Regions from separate parts of the Mus musculus genome. Here region 1 is linked to region 2. The links are chromatin contacts, called in public Hi-C maps. All regions are on one chromosome and are shown on one strand. The core of a region is the stretch at or near the end of the contact, and the rest is flanking DNA. Distances in the headings are between cores, read along the strand shown. Region 1 holds the start of Lrit3 (leucine-rich repeat, immunoglobulin-like and transmembrane domains 3). Region 2 overlaps Egf (epidermal growth factor).

Evidence for each region. Hi-C and Micro-C count contacts between places; a contact is called where the count stands out from the background.
Region 1: a contact with region 2 is called in a Hi-C map of rod photoreceptor, with 2.2 times the contacts expected there. The contact joins the promoter of Lrit3 here to the enhancer-like site in region 2. A contact is called at or near these places in 3 of 484 Hi-C or Micro-C datasets (the Ba/F3 cell line, nephron progenitors and rod photoreceptor) and 2 of 9 other capture datasets (adipose tissue and liver).

What each region holds. Positions count from the first base shown.
Region 1 is chr3:129,802,557-129,808,563 of GRCm38.p6, reverse strand. It overlaps Lrit3 (leucine-rich repeat, immunoglobulin-like and transmembrane domains 3), which reads left to right and starts at 4,428. Exons shown (of 4, transcript NM_001287224.2): 1 at 4,428-4,649. The coding sequence starts at 4,534. The region is part of intron 2 of Gm36130 (a long non-coding RNA gene); the gene reads right to left.
Region 2 is chr3:129,727,470-129,734,073 of GRCm38.p6, reverse strand. All of the region lies in intron 5 of Egf (epidermal growth factor), which reads left to right. Among named protein-coding and RNA genes, the nearest start is that of 6330410L21Rik, 23 kb to the left of the region's middle. Within about 2 kb of position 5,298, at least 1 of the 459 cell types and tissues checked has an H3K27ac peak or open chromatin away from gene starts, as enhancers often do. A contact at or near this core is called in rod photoreceptor, where this site is marked.

The DNA.
Region 1 (6,007 bases), core at 3,179-5,678, 75 kb before region 2:
TGAAATGAGTTATTTCATGTTTCCAGCTATGAAAAGATATTTTTTATCATTTCAAAATTTGAATTTAGAATCAATTATTAATTCATGTTATTTAAATGAAAATATTCAAACATTAAGCAAAATTGCTTCCTATCATGCCAGTCTGTTGCATGTACATTTTATAGCAGTGTAACATCTATGCATTGTGTTGAATAGTCTAAATTTGCATTGTGTTCATTCATGTGCATGTATGTGTTTGTGTGTGTGTGTGTGTGTGTGTGTGTGTGTGTGTGTGTGCCTGCCTGCCTGCCTGCCTGCTGAGGCCAGAAGAGGGCGTGTGATCTCCTGGAACTGAAGTTACAGACAGTTGTAAAGGGTGCTGGTGGGAACCAAATTCAGGACTCTGGAAGAGCATCCAAAGGTCTTAGCCGTGGAGCCATCTCTCTAGCCCCTAAATTACCATTTTCCTGACAATATATTTTTCTATGTCTGCCATTAGAATTAAGTTTGAACAGAGTGGCACTTTTTTATATTTTTGCCTTTGTGTTATCTTTAGTACATAGACTCATTCTGTCTGGCACAAAGTAGGCACTCAGAGTGGATTTGTAGACTCAAGCTTTGCCGTTTAAATGGCTGTGACTATTAAACAGAGTACAGTATACCATTGTTTGAAAGGTAGACAACTAAACCGTTTCAAGTTTTTACTCTTTCTTATGAGGCAAGGTCTCATTATATAGTCCAGGCTGGGCTCAAACTTGAAGCTACCAGCATCTCAATTCTGGAGCTTACAGATGTGTACCACCAAGCCTGGATTTCTTTTATAGATGCAAAATTGGGAACACTGTAATACAAATATCTTTGTAGGGGTGGGTATCAATTATTCTATCTGAATCTTTATCCAGCTTAAGGTTATTGCACAGAAATATAAGAGAGCCTTATGGTTGCTAGATGTCTCCAAGTGTGGGTCTGCATTGCTTTGGTGATGTGTATACATTCACTCCATATTATAATAATGTTCTTTCATATTTCAAAGCTATGAGTTATATACTGTAGCGTGAATTCATTTTCTTTCACATCTCGCTCAGTGCTCATCAGACTATAGATCTTTATCTGTTGCCACCCCCCCACACACACACTTTGTAAGTTGCCTCCTTAACCCCTTTGTCGGCATATTAAAGACCTACCTACTAGTTTACCGAGACAGTTCCCTTCCTGTGGACAATGGTGAGAGTTGCTATAACAACCTCCTGATTTAGCTTTCCATCCTCTGCGCATTCTCACTCCGACCACGCCACAGCCAACTGTTTAAAGATGCACTTCCAGCCCTTTAAATCTTTCTGACCAAACTTTCAGGAGCCTGCGGTGGCAAAAGCCTTCAACTGAGCGGTGGAAGGGCTTATTTTGGGTCATGGTTGAAGAGAATTGAGTTCAACATTAGGGACAAGGGGTGCAGTTGGTCACATGGTATCTACTGACAGGAAGCCGAATGGCATCAAGTCTGGTGTTCACTCCCTTTACCCTTTTAGTCTAAGACCCCAGCACACAGGGTTGTGGTACCCACCCTGAGGATACCTCCTTCCGGCTCAGTTACCCCAATCTAGACAGTTGCTCCCAGACATACCCATAGATCTGTTCTCCAGATGATTGTGTGTACTGTCAAGTTTACTACCACACCTGTGAAGGAAGTCTGGCTGCCTTAGACACAAGGTTCAAGGCCCTCCTCACCATGGCCCAGAGAGACTTTTCACATTTTGTAATTCTCCAGTGGCAACATTAAAAATGTGTTCCTGGAGGGCTCTGGGTGCTCGTTCACCCTCCCCCCCCCCCCACACACAGTTAAGCTGCTTATGGAGACAATCTAGCAGGGGTCTGTGCTTAGTCACAGAACAGTTAAATGGTTGAGGCAGTATTTACCGTATTACCTAGAGAATTGATAGCGAGCTCTAGTGTGCAAAGCTTTGAGTTTATTCCTAACAACAAACAAGGGATAACTTCACTTTAACATGAAGGACTTCAGTGGTGCACTAATATCTAATACCATGTCAATCAACTAATTTATACAATAAGACTGACTAAGCTTTGAATCTGGCTCCCTATGGCTACTGGGCTTACTAGCTTGGTGGCTTATCACTATACAGTTTTGCTATACTCAGTTGGTCCGGTCCTGCTCTTCCAGGTAAGAATATTCACAAACCTGATAATGCAGACAGTTTGGTCACTTAGTGAGCAGAGTTTTACCACCAACCTATTTTCTCTCTCCGGTGCACAATAGCTCAGAGCTTCTACCCATCACTGCATCCCCAGCACTGAGAAACCCTGGGGTTGTCCTTAAATCCAGTCTTCATCGTGCCTACACGGAATCAAGTGATTCCCCCTCCTCTGTTTCCCAAAACTGTATTATCCACAGTCCTGTCCGCACATCGGGGATGGCCTCATGGCTGCTCACTGGGACCAGAACCACCAGTGCCCACCTAGAGCCTCCAGCTCCCCTCCTGCTGGCTCTAAACCCTTTGTCTACACAGCTACCAGGAAATCCCACTAATCTGTTGATCTGATGAGCCACTCGAAGCTTAACCTTTCTGTTTTTGCTGCCTGGAGTCTGTGTGGCTCTTTAGCAGGGCACCCAAGGTCCTTCCTCTGCCACCTCAGCTCAGCTACTTATTCCTAAGCAACAGAAAGTGCTTGTGTTTTTCTGAGGTTCTCTTGAAGCTTTATACACATGCATGCACACACATACAGCACACACACATACACACACATACGCACACACAGCACACACACATATACACACACACAGCACACATACATACACACACATACGCACACACAGCACACACACATATATACACACACACACAGCACACACACATATACACACACACAGCACATGCACACACACACATGCACATACACACAGCACACACACACATGCACATACACACAGCACACACACACAGCACACACACACACACATGCACATACACACAGCACACACACACAGCACACACAAACATGCACATACACACAGCACACACACACATGCACATACACACAGCACACACACACACACACACACACACACAGAGCACAGTCTTTCCTGTTTCCCTCTGCTTGCTGGAGAGGGAGCTCAGGTGCCACCCAACAAGACAGCTTTGCCTGGTTACCCAGGCTGAACATGATGTTCTCTTGTGCGTCCTCACTGACCTGTCTCTATCATTTGACTTCTTCATGAACCGCAACGCTGTGTTGCTTATCTTCGTACCTCTAGTCTTTGGTTCGGAAGTTGGCAGGTTCTCCATAAATATTTGACGAACAAATGAATTATGTCATCTCTGAACAGCTGCAATATGACATTTTTAAATTCAGCAGTGTTTTCCAGACTCCATTGCTTAGATATTCTCTGCAGCTGGGTGTAGCGGTGCATGCTTTCAGTCCTGGCAAGGACAGGCAGATCTCTATGAGTTCAAAGCCAGCCTGGTCTACATAGTAAGACAATGTCTCAAAGATTATTTTTTGCTAAATGTTACTAAAAGACATGGCAGTTGACCACCTGCCATTCTCCTGCAGATGGTGTCCATGTATCAGACTGGCGTCCATTCACCTGCAGATGGTGTCTATGTATCAGACTGGCATCCGACTTGTTATGGACTGAAGATGGCTTCGAACATCTGATCCACCTGCCTTCACATCTTAAATGACGAGCTTACAGGCACTCATATAAAACACCATTTTGTTTGGTGCTAGAGATAGGATCCAGGCTTTGTCCATGCCAGGCAGGCACTCCTCCAACTGAGCTGCAAACCCAGGCTTCAGTTCATCCTTAAGTAGGGGTTTTGACACCCCAGACCCAGAATTAAACATAGCTTTGAACAGAGACAATTGCCTTCATTAGAAAGGAACGCTCTTGGGCACATCTTATGCATACTGAGGCGATCTGGGAGAGACTCAGGACAGGTTCTCACTGGAGCAGTAGCTCTGACACACCTGGAGTGGGCTGAGGAGTCTTAGGGAGACGGCATAGGGCTCACTTAACTTGGTTTGGGGGAGATGAGCAGTCCGGGGCACCACTGGTAACTCTATTGGACATAAATCTGAATTAAAGTCACTTTTTTTCTGGTAAAGATGCAAAAAGTAAAAGGAATGATGTCTGTATAAATAAACTACTGAAAATCTTAGCATATGCCAAGATACCAAGCTCTTTGTAACACCGGTTATGTTTTTAAGCTATAGGAACATTTTAAAGTTCCAACTATGGGAAAGGTACCTGATACGGGGTTTCCCTGCAAATTTAGACATGGGCGCCTATTGAAATTGTCCTGGCGGTTTGATTTTTCACTTCCCTTAGTAAGTGTGTTACTCGGTTGAGGCCATATTCAAAGGCTGGGTGGATTGATCCCCTGCAAGACACTTGAAGGTTAAGTAACTTCAGGTCTCGGGCTAATCTGGCTAAGCTGCTGATGCTAACTGCCTGTGGCTGGCGGCGGGCATTCGTGGTAGCTTCCCCATGTTCTTGTTTAGGCCCTCACCTTTTGTTCAGAGAGCCACTCTGGAGCTATGTGGCTCTCGGCCTGCCTGTGCCTTGTGCTTAGCTTCCTGGGAGGAGTGAACGGTACCTGCCCTTCTCAGTGCTCCTGTGAGTATCACGGCAGACATGACGGCTCAGGATCAAGGTATGCCTTTCTCCTTGCTACTAAGTATTCCGATTGTCCTGGCTTTTAAAATAAAGGACCCAGACTGATCAGCCTAATTTTATGAGAGCAGATTATTTGTTAAAAGGGAGAGGCAGTTTAACCTCGTGAGACTTGGTTCAGTTTTATGGGCTGGTTGTCCACCGTCTTACTATTTTTATCATGGGCAACACTTACCTCTCAGAAGCCTCACACGGGTTTCTGAAATTCCAAAAGCACTTTCTGTCCTACAAAAATGTTTGTTATACCTATGTACACACAATACCCTTCTCGGCAGAGCAGACCGTGTTCCGTGTGGGGGCGGGGCAGGAGGGAGGCTTCTTACAGAAAGCACAGAGTGAGGCTGGGAAGGAGCTGCGGGCGGGCGTGTTGATCTTGTCTGCTCTAGAGCTTCCCGTTCCATCCGAGGATTACTAACAACTTGTAGTAGGAGGACAAGAGTGAAGTCGCTGTGGTTAACTTATGAAAGTAAAGATGTCTGGAAAATACCACCTGTCGCAGATATTGTAGGGCCTCACAGAAGTTGTTAAGTCTCAATGTTGCTTTAACATAGTAAAAATTATAATTTGTATATGATACACACGAATCCTTTTACCCGTAGGCAAATACAAAACAGAACTCTTCTTAGCCAGATATGGTAGACTGTTTCTTTTGAGAGTATTTTTGAGAGTATTTACTAATAAAATAAAATAAATGCATTCTTGTGACTTTACTAGTTGAAATAAACAATGAGTCTCTGAAACAAAGCTTAATATAAGAATGACACAACTTTAACCAAATAATAACTAGGGTTGAGATATAGCTCAATGGAACAGCACACACCTGACAGGTCTACAGACATGCATCTGATATCTAGCACAGCAATGATGGACGGTGATAATGATGATGATGGTGATGGTGGTGGTGGTGGTGGTGGAGACATGGTGATGGTGGTAGAGATGGAGATGATATTGATGTCGATAATGATACAATTACATTTTATTTGTGAACGTTTTTACTTAGCTAACTCTGGTACCCTTTTTGATACATTCCCTGAGAAGTAAGATGCAAATGAAAACAACACAGGTTAGCACCTGTTATCCCAAAGATTTACAGCACGCGATGACCAGGACGAGGAATCTCTAAAAACTTTGCCAGAATGTTTTCTTCTCCGGGGTGGCCCCATTATGCTGGGTTCTACCCAAACCACAGGACAAAGGTCCTCTCCAAGGACTCTAGTTCAATACCTGTCATGTGTAAGTGAGGTAACAAAACCGCACAGGGACTGGGTCACCCTGGGTCTCAGCACTCCTGATGCTGTCACTGGGCCAATCCAGGTGAGGCTCCAGCTTCCTCCTGTG
Region 2 (6,604 bases), core at 4,049-6,548:
TTTAACTGTAAAGACACACGTCTCTGGAGACTGCTGGGTTCCGTTTTCAGGTTTGTCTGTAATTAGAGCTTCCCTGAGAGTGGTCAGTACCAGCTGGGTTTAGAAGGCATTTGGTTGTGAAGCTACTTCAGTGAGAAAAAAAAATTAAGTAACCTGGCTGGTGTCATTTTTTAATGAAACACAAGTACTTGATGCAAAGAAAGGGGCTCATGAACTTATTTCTTCTTGACAATGGCTAAGCCGTTCCTTATCAAGGATGCGCTATAAGATTCTAGTTCTGTGGAATCTAATGAACTATTTGTATGTGAGCTCTGGAAAGATCCTTCCGAGGTCAAATAACTGAGACGCAGGGGTCAACAAGTTGTTTAAGCAGGCTGAGTTTCCCTGAGTGGGATGGTACATACGGTTAGATGTACTAAGGACCAATGAGCTTGGAGCAGTTTCCCACTAGATTTCTTATGTATCAGTCCATGACTTCAATTTGTCCTTTCTAGTGCACACCCAATTTTGAGCTCTTAGACACATCTTAAGCTGCGAAGATGTTTTGTAAAGGAAAGATGCAGAGAGGATAGAGTCAAACCACTTGGGACTTACCCATAACATCCCAAAGGGAGCAACCCTGTGAAGACTCTATCTGACCCTGGCAGAGATGCCACTCACGGAAGCAAAGCCAATTTAGCTCTTCGGGGAAGATTGGTGTGCTGATCTATGCGCATGCATCCTTCGTTCCTTCGCTAAGACAGGCTGACTTTACTTGCAGACGCTTCATGCTACTGCCTTCTCATTCTGGGTAGGAGGTGGAGAAGCCTGCAGCTTCTGATGAGCTGGCTGGAGAGTTTCTGAGCTCTTTCCTCACTTGCTCTGTGCATCCTCCAAGGACATCATAGACAGCGGATGCAGGAAATCTTCACTGAGGCTGTCATTTCCACCTTCTTAGCATCCTCCCTGGATGTCTTTGCTCCAAAGGAAACAATGGACCTGTGAACTTTGACCTAGTCTCTCTAGCTCAGTGAAAGGGATCAGTACTTATCCCATCTCTCAGACTAGAAATCCAGGCGTTGCCCCTTCCTCCCTGTTTAATGCCCCAACCTCCAGATTCTAACAACTCCTCACCTGTAAGCAAACCTCCTTGTGCTCCCTCCCAGAGCTCCCCCTCCCCCACTGCTCCCTAGGAAGTTAGATACCCTACCTCCATTTCCTAGGCTGCAGGGACCAACAGCCTCCACAGGTGAGAATCTGACCTTGTCCCATCTTAGTTAAAACCTTTGACAGCTTTCAGCAATGAATGCACAGTCTCCTCACTGGCCCCTCTGTGCATTTCATGGCTTTGTACGTCACGGGGGTCTGTGTTTCATTTTGTACCATGGTGTCTTCCATTCCCTGTCCCAGATAGCCTCAGAGGTTTGACATTCTTCCCAAGAAGGGCTTCCTTTCTGCCAGGCTAGTCAGCACACTCCAGAACCAAACTCTACCCTCCCCTCCCCTCCCCCCCTCCTCTCCTCTCTTCCCTTCCACTCGCTCCCCTTTTCTTCCTTGGCCCTCTTCTTATCCTCCAAGAAACAGCTCCACACCACTGCCTTCGAGAACACCTTTCCTGACCAACTTAGTGGTTGCACCCCAGAGTTCTGAGAACATATTTGCAGAGAGTGTGTTCTTGGAGAAGTTCTCCAATCACATGGCACCCAGCATGCTTAGCTGTCACTGCCAGTCTCTCTAAACTTCCTTAGCAATGGAGACAGGGAATACAGCTCTCCACTCTACTCCAAAGCCAAGAGGATTTTAACTAGTGATGGAAAAAACAAATGTGGACGCTGCCCCACCCCGACTCCACCCTTGGCGTGCTCCCCCCTAAATTAGAAGGAACCAGTTTGCAAGATAGGTGATATCTCAGAACACTGCCTTTGTGTCTAAGAGCAGCAGGCCTACTCATTGACTGTCCCCAGAGTTTTCTACTTGGGGCCTTTCCCTAGATTATGTCGTCTAACTTCGTGATAACTTTATGGACAAGGGTGGGCTTTGAGTTCTGTTTTAGAAACTAAAAACACATCTCGGGTGCTTTCCAGTGTGGTGGGGTTGGGATTGGAACTCAGGGTGATTGACGCGGGTGATTGACGCTATGCATCTCCCCCCCTGACCACATGGACTCTCACTCCATTGGTCATTTATGTCATAGCACAGATTTCTGTGAACTGTTTTGGGAAAACCTGTCATCTACCCATTTACTCCTCCTGCTGGTTAAAGAGACCACGGAGTTCACACTTCCCCTTTCAGGCACTTTAAACACAGAAAAGCCTTCCCATGCCCTACCCACTCTGAGCTCCTTCTAGCTGATTCCAAACAAAGACTTTAACTCACATTTGTGTCAGCCCAGGTAAGTTGGTCTCTCCCTGCTGCCCTGATCTTATAGGATTACACTAAACCCAGTGTGGGAACGTCTATGTGCACACTGTCAGTGGTGTATTAATGAACTTCTATGTGCACACTGTCAATGGTGCATTAATGAACTTCTATGTGCACACTGTCAGTGGTGTATTAATGAACTTCTATGTGCACATTATCAGTGGTGTACTAATGAAATTCTATGTGCACATTCTCAATGATGTATTAATGAACTTCCTTGTGCACATCATTAATGGTGCATTAATGAACTTCTATGTGCACACTATCAATGGAGTATTAATGAACTTCTGTGTGCACACTATTTATGGTGTGTTAATGGTGAACTTCTAAAGACTTTATGTTTTGACTGCTTACAGGCGTTATTTAGCAAAGGGTCTAATTTTATTATTGTTCTTCTTCTTTCTTCTGTTTTCCTTAGATGTAGATCTGAGGTTTAAGATTATGAGTCTCAAAAGCATATTCATTGGCCAGTAGGGGAACCAGTCTTCCAAATGGTGTGAAAGATTTGACAATGACTTCATGCACAAAACACCACTGACTTTCTTTAATTCTGTAAGCTACTACTTGTAGACATTTAAAATAAAATATGGATTGTTCAGTCACTCATAGCTACTGTCACATCTTAACAAGTGTCACAGATCCATGCCACTGGCGAGAAAGCCCTGGCTCAAGCAAAGCCAGCCTCACAGTACAGGACTCTCCTGTTGCCAAGTGGCTGCCATTTGAAATGCCTTTTTAAATACTTGAAGATGCTCTTTATGTCTTTATGGCTCCTTGTTTGCTGTGAGGGCTCATACATTGCTTTTTCCCGCATGCCTGCTGATGGGGTCTCAGATTATTTAACCTGTAGCTTTTCCTTGTCCTGTGTTTGTTCGAGAAAACAATTCATTTGTCCTGGATCGCTGTCCACTTTCTGAATTTTCCACACCTTTGGTGTTGCTTAACATGTTTGTCTCCCTTGTCGTTCTCAGAATTGGAGCATTGGCCCCAGAAGCCTAAGAGCCAGTATTTTTTTAGGAACACTTCCTGGATAAGCCTGCAGGCGGCACTGCACCCCTCCGATTGTACCAATTGACAGACACACAGGGGCCAGCTCCCGGTCAGGTTTTGGCTAACCAGCAGGTCAGAAGTTGCCAGCTCGGTCTACCATCTATAAACTTCCCTTCTGCCCTTTGCACAATGGCTTTAGACGCTGCTGATTAGTGCCTATGTCACTAACATCATTTTTTTTTTTTAATTAAGAGCTCAGAGTGAAGCCATCCCCTCTATCACTATCTACCATTTATCTGCTTGAATTCCTATACACAGAGGAATCTTTCCATATCAAATATAGCGTTGCTCCAAGGAGCTAGTATAGGAAATGAAAATTCGAAACTTGATGCTCTCCCAGACGTGCATGTTTGAAGAAGAAAGAGTTTGTTTCCCAGAACCACCCAAAGCATCTTTTATGGCTTTTCCTTTCTAAGTGATTGGCATGCTTCTATCGGTTGTGACTAGCCTCTTGATACTTGCCCTGCAGTATCTCTCACCAGAGGAGCTCATCTGAGGCTTGTCTGCATAGGAAAGATGAACACTAGGTTCCTCTTTCTGGGGTGATGCTGCCGCTGAAGGCCTGGGATGCAAGGCCACTGTGCGACTGGGGACACAGGGGACAGGGGAGCAGGCTCATGCACACCTCAGTTTCCCCACCTTCACTGTATGGGATGGCCAGGCTTGTCAGTAATGGGCATAAAATAAGAAAGGGAGGGTGTCATAAATGCTAGTTCTCCCAGCTGCTCACAGGAACTAGTACACACCAGCAAATGCTCCATTCATCCTCGGCCCCAAAACACCTATTTTTCAACTCCTTCAAAGCCACTGGTTGCTTTCCATTCTAATTCTTAAAAGGAATCCAGAAGGATAAAAATAGCAAGTAGCCAAATCCTGTTCGGGTGATTGCTTTTTGTTTTGTTTTGTTTTTAAACCACAGTTTAAAATTCCAGTAGCACAAAACGGCAAGTCTTTATTTTGTATGTGTGTGTCTGTGTGTGTATTCACAGAGAACCCCCTTGCCCATTCCCCAAATCTATACTACATACTTTGCAGAACCTTTGAGGAGGCTCAGGCAGTTATTTATGAGAACTTACACGTAAGAAAGGCAATAAGCAAGTGAATCAAAATGTGATCGTAGGTTTTACAGAGGTTAACACACTGTAACATTCTAAGTACGTATGTACACAGGCACACAGGCGTGCATGAGCGCACACACAGAGTCCATATATAAAAAGCACTCAGAAGGTGTGAGATTGAGTCACAATTCTACACTTATTTGATCCTTGACAAAATTCTTAATCTATAAAATACTATTTGTTGTAAACATTCTGAGGGTTTGTTCTAAACATTAAGTATCATAATTTAATTTATAAAAATGGTACTCTTAATTTTTATTGATATGTGCTAAATATTTAGGGACTGCCAAATACTTAGTTGTAAGAATCATTGGGGTTGGGTGGTGGTGGCTACACAGAGAAACCCTCCTTCCAAAAACTAAAAAAAAAAAAAAAAAAAAAAAAGCCTCATTTGGGGTAAATGGACTGAACAAAGAGAAGAAAAGTTTTCTCGATGGGGTGAATGTTACACGGAATTCAGAATTTAAGATACAAACAGAGCATGAAGCACATAGGGTGGGGGGCACAAGGCTAGGGAATCCCATGGGCCAGGAACAATGTGACTTACTAAACTGGAGAACAGCTCACCTCGGCCTGTGTGCTTGGCAGGTATCTAGTAGTTGCTGAAGGCTGTGGACATTAAACTCCACCATTGGGAGCTTCCGTTGATCTGGAGGGTAGTAAGCCCTCTGACGGGCTGCGAGGGGTGTTACCTGAGGACAGCAGCGGCATTTTGAGTGTTAGCTTTGGCTGATTTGGAAGCTAAAGAATGGCAGCTTAAGGAGATTAGCAAAAATACAGCTCTCAGCCCTGTGTTGGGCGGCTTCCTGCAATGACTTTTCAGGTGTTTAACATCTGAATTCATGTTGCACGATCAGCACAGTCACAGAACAGTGATCATTTTCCCCGCCTGTGTTCAGCATCGGGGAGTGGATTATATTAATACTGAATATCATTGGAAACCACCAGCAGTGGGCAGAGGAGAGCTATCAGGTTCTCAGTTTTATCAGTAAGGTTGAGTGGGAATTCAAGGACCAACCAAACAGGGGTGCAAGTACAATGACCACCTGCTGGACACACACTGTGAAAGGCATTACTCTAGGTTCTATTGAAACAGTAAATATGAATAGAGTGTATGACTTACTCCCAGACGCTTATCAATTATAAACAGGTAGCTAAGATAAATTTTAATGTGTGTGTGTATGTGTATGTAACTGTAACGATGGTGATGATGGTCCAGATGATGGTCCAATAGAATAGAAATTAAAAGTATGATAGACAATAGGGAACTAGAATAAAATCCAGCATGCCTCTTCTACCCGACAGAGCAATGTTTTCTTTTTCTTCTTTTTTTTTTTGCAATGTTTTCTTCATCAATCAGTTTGATTTTTTTATTACCATATATTAAGCAGTCATTAAGTTTGACGTCTTTGAGGTTTAAATGTAGAGGAATTACTATAAACAATTCTTTGTAAAATCATATCTTTTTCTAAAAGAAGAGCTGGGTGTTGTGGTTCACACCAATCATCCCAACACTCAAGAGACAAAGCATGAGGACGGAACATTTGAGGCCAGGTTGGATTATCGAGCAAGACCCTGTTTGGGAAGGGGGGAAATGACCTGGGGGTGTAGTTCAGTGGTAGAGCGCGTGTCTAGTGTTACAAAGCCCTGAGTCTGATCCTTGCCATTCCAGAAATAGATTTAAAATAGAGAGATCGGTGTGTCAGAGAGTATCTATTTCAATGATTCTATTTCATGGATTGGAATCGAAGGTCAAAGATATGAAGTGATTTGTTGTAAAAGACAGAAACAGAACTTGGTTTTCATGGTTCTTAATCCTATAATTATCTACCACGCTGGACTTGAAAAGATGTTTATAAGGAGTTATTTATAGGGAGCATTGTCTTCTTTCTACCTTAGGGAAGTGGTGGCGTTTTGGTGCCATTAAGAGGCCGATGCAGACTCCTCTGGACTATAGTGTTCACTTGTAAAGTTACAAAACTTACACATGCTTTATGCTTTGATTTTTTTAAAGTTGGAATGACTATATTTTGTTG